Linked DNA regions of Mus musculus: region 1 is linked to region 2. A link is a contact called in public HiChIP or PLAC-seq data. All regions are on one chromosome and are shown on one strand. Each heading gives the region's core, a stretch centred on a gene start, on an enhancer-like site or on the middle of the called end of the contact. The rest is flanking DNA. Distances are from core to core; before and after follow the strand shown. Region 1 overlaps Tsc22d1 (TSC22 domain family, member 1). Region 2 has its middle 17 kb from the start of Snora31.

Region 1 (3,224 bases), core at 491-2,990, 630 kb before region 2:
CCACTTCTGCAAAATGGTGGTAGATTATGAAAATGGCACCCCAGATTTAGAAGCTAAATGACTTCTGTAAGAAACATCTGAAGTGAAAAGTTCTCCTGCTTCTATTCCAGGACTGTCACGCACATTTCCTACCAAAAGTGACCAGTATTCCCTCTTCACTTTTCTGCAGCCATGGAAATACATGATTTGAGCTCCTTACACCTTAAAAATAGTCACTGCAGCCTAACATTTCACGAGAAATTCCTGAGGTAGCAGTAGAGACGAGGCAGGAGGACCAGATCGGCCCATTTCTTCTATGTACACAGAATCAGTCAGTCTCGGTGACCTTAAAGTAGACAAACTTAACTAACGAAAGAGTTCTCTTTACAAAGGTAAAGATAAGCTGGAGGGTGGTCCACAGCCACTGAGCGCCTAGTACAGCTCGGACTCAGGTGAGAGAGCTCACTGCAGTGTGAGCTCTTCTGCTCTGACTCACTCCCTATGATGGCCTCTCTGGACACTGGTGGTGGAGCTCTGCCCGGGGGGGTGGGGGGGCTTCCTCTTCACTACGAATTAGTCAGAATTTTAAAGAGGAAACAAGCTTTGTGGACAATTTTGTTTTGATACGCCTTAAGATACGTGTCCGGAATTTACCTACACAACTGGAGGATGGGCACAGAAACAGCTTATCAGTATATTGCCCAAAAGTGGCACAGAGCCTACAGTCTGGTGCAGCAGGGTGTGTAGGTCTGGTCTGCAGTGGAGACCAACCCTCCCAGCCCTCTGCTAGGATGCAGAGCAGACTGACCAGGGATGTCCGAGGCAGCTAGCTCCTCAGTCAGGCTCACTGCAGCTCCAGGCTGGCACATTACAGTGCAGAGATGGCCGTGAAAGGTGTTCAATGGTGACCTCCTGGGCCTCCTTCCGAGAGCCCCCAGGAGCTGTGAGAAAGGCCAGGGGAGTTCAAGAGGCGGGAAGGGAACGATACTTTGTAAATAAGGCAGGCTGTGTGGCATTAGCAGTGTGTCTGGTGGCAAGTGGTACCCAAGTACTCCTGTGGATCCTGGCTCACAGCAGGCAGTACCCTCTAATCTCTAATCTCCTCACACAACGTCTATGTGTGATGCTAACCTTGTTATATTCTCACTAGTTACAACTCAGTAAGGGAAAGGGGGCAAGAGGGCAAAGAGAAGTAACAATGGAGTGGGCCCAGGCCAATGAAGAGGGAGATGTGGGTCTCTTTCTGACTTTCACACATGTACCTTTCCTCTCTCTGTCTCTGTCTCTCTCTCTCTCTCTCTCCCTCTCTCTCTCTCTCTCTCTCTCTCTTACACACACACACACATTTTAAAAATAAAAACTGATAACATTTTTTAAAGGACTAATATAATACATTTTGGCCAGAAGGATACAAGCTAAAATTTTCGAAATTCTCTTTGGGCACTCCTCTCCCATTCATTTATCCATCCTTATTCAACAAAAACTGTGAAAGGCCAGGAACTAAAGTTACAAAGACAAATGAGTCAGAGGGACTGGGGACAGGTGAAGGGGAAGACAGAGGAGGAGGGTATGCTATCTGATGTAACAGGATATACACACACAGGATGACGTTCAGAGAAAGAAGTGGAGGGGGTGGGTCTGAGAGCTCAAGATGCCCTCTGGGCCTTGAAAAACAAGGCATTTACATGGTACAAGGGGGGATGGGGGTGGGGAACACCTGAGAGAAGGAAATGACCAGACAAATGCCTGGGTCACGAGGCAGCTACACCAGGGCTTGATGTCAATCTGGAACTGACTGGCGGCAGTCGGAGGTGGAGCTTGTGGAGGGGTTGCAGAGAAGTAGCAATGGGGAACAGGTTAAAACAGGCTGGGGCCGGGCAGGCTCCAGGGAGACTGGGATTCCTGGTAGCTGGGGGTCAAATGGGGTGTGTGTTTTATTTAGGAAGGTCACTGCCAATGTACAAGATTCCTGTAGGAATGGCAGAGGGAGACCACGCGGGAGGGAGAGAGAGGTGATGACCAGAGGCAAGTTCAGCAGGTAGGTGATTCTCAGCTTTCCAGGTAGGAATGTGCGGAAGGTGACGGTCATTAACCAATCAGATTCTACGGCTGGCTGGTGAGAGAGATAGTTGGTTTGGGGAAAAAGGATGGTGACTGGTTGGACCCAGCAGCCAGGGGGAAATATGGTCTGGAACTCAGGAGAGAGTGGGCCTAAGAGAAATGTTTATAGTTGAGAGATGGCAAAACTATCCATAGGACTGGCTGTAACCACCTCAGGGCTGTGCATGGGAAAGAGAAGTGGAGCGGGGGCACAGGTCATCAAGGGCGGCCATTAGGCAGAGACGTGAGCTTTCTATGGGTCTGGTGGACACAACAGAAGGTGGCGTGGTGTAAGCTATGTTTTCTAGATCCTAGCATACAACAGTAGTCTCTTGAATGACCAAAGTGACAGAGATGACCTCACAGAGGACGACAAGGAAGAAAGGGACAACTCAAATAACAATGCCAAGTGGCCCAAATGTTCCTCAGGAAGCCACCAAATGTGTCCTGTGCGAGCCCACTAAAGAGTAGCCGGTCAGCCTGGTCAGACACACACTGTCACAACCAGTGGCTACAGAGAGCACAGTGAGCCTCTGGCCTCTGTTCTCGCCTCCTGAGGGCTAGCTGGCACAACCTGCTGAGAAGACAAGGAAGCACTAGAGTCAAGCCCAGCTCGGGGTCCAGGCTCCTGATGGTTCTCCTCTGTGGGGAAGAGGGGCGAGACTCCTCACAACTCAATAGGAACAAAACAGGCAGGATCCTGTGCTGACAGGCCTCACACTGAAAAGTAAGCCTGATACAAGTGTGTGTGTACATATATATGTGTGTGCATGTGTGTACATGTGTGCATGCGTGTCTGTGTATGTGCATATGTGTGTGTATGTGTGTGCGTGCATGTGTGTGTATATATATATATGTATGTATATATATGTGTGTGTGTGTGTATAGGTGTGTATGGGTGTATGTGTATGGGTGTGTGTGCGTGTGCATGAGAGAGAGACACACACAGTGTAAGCACGGAGGGGACAAAGCCTGGAGCCGAGGAGTGAGGTCAGAGTTAATATGGAGTTAATCTTCAGGAAAGAACTCCTTGAGAAGCGAGTTTGGGGCGGTCCTGGAATGGAGTGAGTCCACCACAGAAGAGCTTTCACACAGAAGAGCTAAGGACGGACACCTCAGACACTCAGGGAGCCCATGACAAAGCC
Region 2 (3,228 bases), core at 693-3,192:
TTCTTCTTCTTTCTTTCTTTCTTTCTTTCTTCTCCTTCTCCCTCTCCCTCCCCCTCCCCCTCCCCCTCCTCCTTCTTCTTTTCTTACTCCTCTTCTTCTTCTTCCTCTTCTTCTTCTTCTTCTTCTTCTTCTTCTTCTTCTTCTTCTTCTTCTTCTTCTTCTTCTTCTTCTTCTTCTTCCTCTTCTTCTTCTTCTTTCTTCTTCTTTCTTCTTCTTTCTTCTTCTTCTTCTTCTTCTTCTTCTTCTTCTTCTTTCTTCTTCTTCTTTTTCTTCCTCTTCCTCTTCCTCCTCCTCCTCCTTCTTTCTCCTTCTTCTTCAGTTTTTTAAAACATTTATATGTCTGCCTGCGGAAATATAAATGTTTCATATTCATGCAGGAGTCCTTAGAGACCATAGCAGATGTCTGCTTCCCTAGAACTAAAGATACAGGCTGTTGTAAACCAACATGCGAGTTCTGGGGACTCAGTCAGGCCTCCTGCTAGCACTGAGTGCTCTTAACTGAACATCTCTCCCTGCTCTGAGCAGTAGTAGGGCTTTCATCAGAAACCTGAAACCTCACCACTGCATTGCATGAGGTCCTCCTGTCTTCTTCCAAAATCTAAAAATTATGACTTCTTACAAACCAGGGTTTACAGGGCTGGAGAGATGGCTCAGCAGTTAAGAGCACTGACTGCTCTTCTGAACGTCCTGAGTTCAAACCCCAGCAACCACATGGCTCGCAACCATCCATAATGAGATCTGATGCCCTCTTCTGGGGTGTCTGAAGACAGCCACAGTGTACTTACATATAATAAATAAATAAATCTTTGGGCTGGAGCGAGCAGGGCTGGAGAAAGAAGAAAAGGTGTCTGAAGACAGCTACAATAAAACAAAACAACAACAATCAAAAACATGGTTTATAAAGCTCTTGGGCTAGTGAGACGTCTCAGAAGGTGATGGCGCTTGCTACTAAGCCTAATGTCGACGTTCAATCCCTAGCACCTGTAGCATCATCACCTTATAAGTTGTCCTCGGACCTCTGCACACATATGCCACACCATGTGCACAGTCAACGAATAAAAGAATAAATAAATACATTAACATAATGGAAACTGTAAAGGGGTTGAAGGTCAGAGGTCATGTGCATTGGTTGCTCTTGCAAAGAAGCAGAATTCCGTTCCCATCACCCACTTGCTGTGCTTCACTAATGCCTGCCACTCCAGCTTCAGGGGATCCACCCTCTTCTGGCTTCTGGGACATGCCATACACTCAGCACACACACACACACACACACACACACACACACACACAAATGAATCTTTAAAGAAACCTCCATCAAAGTAATATAATATCCTTTGATTTTATTGAATCTAAAATGGAATTTCAAAAAAAATTTAAAGGGAAATATCTATAGCATAGTTTTTTTTTTAACAAAGATTTATTTATCTAATATAATAAGTAAGTACTCTGAGTTCGAGGCCAGCCTGGTCTACAAAATGAGTTCCAGGACAGCCAGGGCTACACAGAGAAACCCTGTCTCAAAAACAAACAAACAAACAAACAAAAAAGTAAGTACACTGTCGCTCTCTCTTCAGGCACACCAGAAGAGGGCATCTGATCGCATCACTGATGGTTGTGAGCCACCATGTGGTTGCTGGGATTTGAACTCAGGACCTGGGGAAAAGCAGTCGATGCTCTTAACCGCTGAGCCACCTCTCCAGCCCTATAGCACAGATTTGATGCTAACTGTCTGGTGTGCAAGGTGAGCAGGGCACACTGCATCTTGAGTTCCCAAGTGGGCCCCAAGTCCAGCAGCATCAGTGTGGGCACAGGACAGACCACACCTACACTGCAGTCGCAGAAAGGAGGAGAGAGAAGTGCGAGTAGAAACCTCAATACCTCCAAAAGCAAATGCATGCTCAGGTTACCAGAAGATACATAGTATTGCCTCAAGCCGGGTGTGTGGCACGTGCCAGAGACTGAAGCAAAATGATTCATGGTTACCCTTGGATACAAAGTGAATCTGAGGCTAGCATGGACCTCATGACAAGACCTTGTCTCAAAACACCAAAAAAATAAAAAATAGAATAATTAATACTGCTTCATTTAACACAACATGTGTAAAATGCAGTCAAGCCACACCTAACATGACAGGCATCCAAGGCTCCTTGGTCAGGAGGATGTGAGTCACAGGCTGTGCTCAGCCTGTGCGGGGTCAGTCAGGGGTCACTGGTCTCCAGACTTTGCTTTCTCTAATGTTCCCATTGTTTGCAGCAGGAGGGAGGAAGCAGAAGCCTAGGGTGTTGGCTGCTTTCCATGCAGCTATTTAACAATTTATTTCTGTCCCGTCTCCTGCCAGTACAGAGATGTCTTTAATCCCCACTGCAGCAGACCTCAGGGGCTTTTAGAATTCTGAGCATTCCCACCCAGGGGTCATAACTGACATGGGTGGTCCCAGCTACCATAAAGGCTGAGGTTGGAACAGCTGGAGCCCTGGCGTTAGGGCCAGCCTAGGAGATGTTATCAGACTTTGTCTCTTCAAAAACTACTAAATAGTCTGATTGAGAGAGTGTGTGCTATTACTCTGTGTCATAGTTATTTCTGTGACCAAAGCATAGAATAAAAATGACTGTTTTAAATTTGTTTTTAAAGAGTTATGTGTTTATATGTGCACTGATTTTTTTTTAATTTTTTAATTTTTTGCCTGTGTGCATTTCTCTGTGAAGATGTCAGATCCAGATCCCCAAAATTAGTGTTATAGACAGTTATGAGCTGCCATGTGGGGGCTGGGAATTGAACCTGGATCCTCTGGAAAACAGCGCCCTGTGCTCTTAACCGCTGTCTCTCCAAGGCTTTTTTTTTTTTTTTTTTTTTTTTTTTTGGAGAGGGTCTGGATGACTTGGAGTTCATTTAGTAGACCAGAGATCCCCCTGCTGATACTTCCACGGTGCTAGGTCTAAAGGTGTACACCACCATGCTCAGCAACAGAAACAACAGAAGGGCAAATTTCCTTTTGGTTCTGGTTTCAGAGGATCTCAGCTCCATACTGGGAGGAGCTGTGGTGGAGATCCTCATGGGTTAGTGAGGCCCATGTGACAGTTGGTGTTAATTGTTAGTTTGACAGGACCGAAAATCACTTGGGAGGCAGATTATCTAGGCATGCCAGTGGAGGAGGTGTCTTGATTACATTAACCGAGTTGGAAGACCTGCCCACTGTGGGTGTCACCATTCCCCTGGCTGAGATTCTGG

The links. HiChIP or PLAC-seq counts read pairs in DNA pulled down with a chosen protein or histone mark.
Region 1: an H3K27ac HiChIP or PLAC-seq map of embryonic stem cells shows a contact between it and region 2, with 9 times the contacts expected there. The contact joins two enhancer-like sites. A contact is called at or near these places in 1 of 484 Hi-C or Micro-C datasets (the AML12 cell line), 9 of 115 datasets of contacts at active chromatin or transcription factors (astrocytes, embryonic stem cells, microglia and 1 more) and 1 of 9 other capture datasets (embryonic stem cells).

Annotation. Positions count from the first base shown.
Region 1 is chr14:76,493,752-76,496,975 of GRCm38.p6, reverse strand. The region is part of intron 1 of Tsc22d1 (TSC22 domain family, member 1); the gene reads right to left. Among named protein-coding and RNA genes, the nearest start is that of 4930444M15Rik, 25 kb to the left of the region's middle. Within about 2 kb of position 1,740, at least 25 of the 459 cell types and tissues checked have an H3K27ac peak or open chromatin away from gene starts, as enhancers often do. A contact at or near this core is called in embryonic stem cells, where this site is marked.
Region 2 is chr14:75,862,870-75,866,097 of GRCm38.p6, reverse strand. No RefSeq gene overlaps it. Among named protein-coding and RNA genes, the nearest start is that of Snora31, 17 kb to the right of the region's middle. Within about 2 kb of position 1,942, at least 225 of the 459 cell types and tissues checked have an H3K27ac peak or open chromatin away from gene starts, as enhancers often do. A contact at or near this core is called in embryonic stem cells, where this site is marked.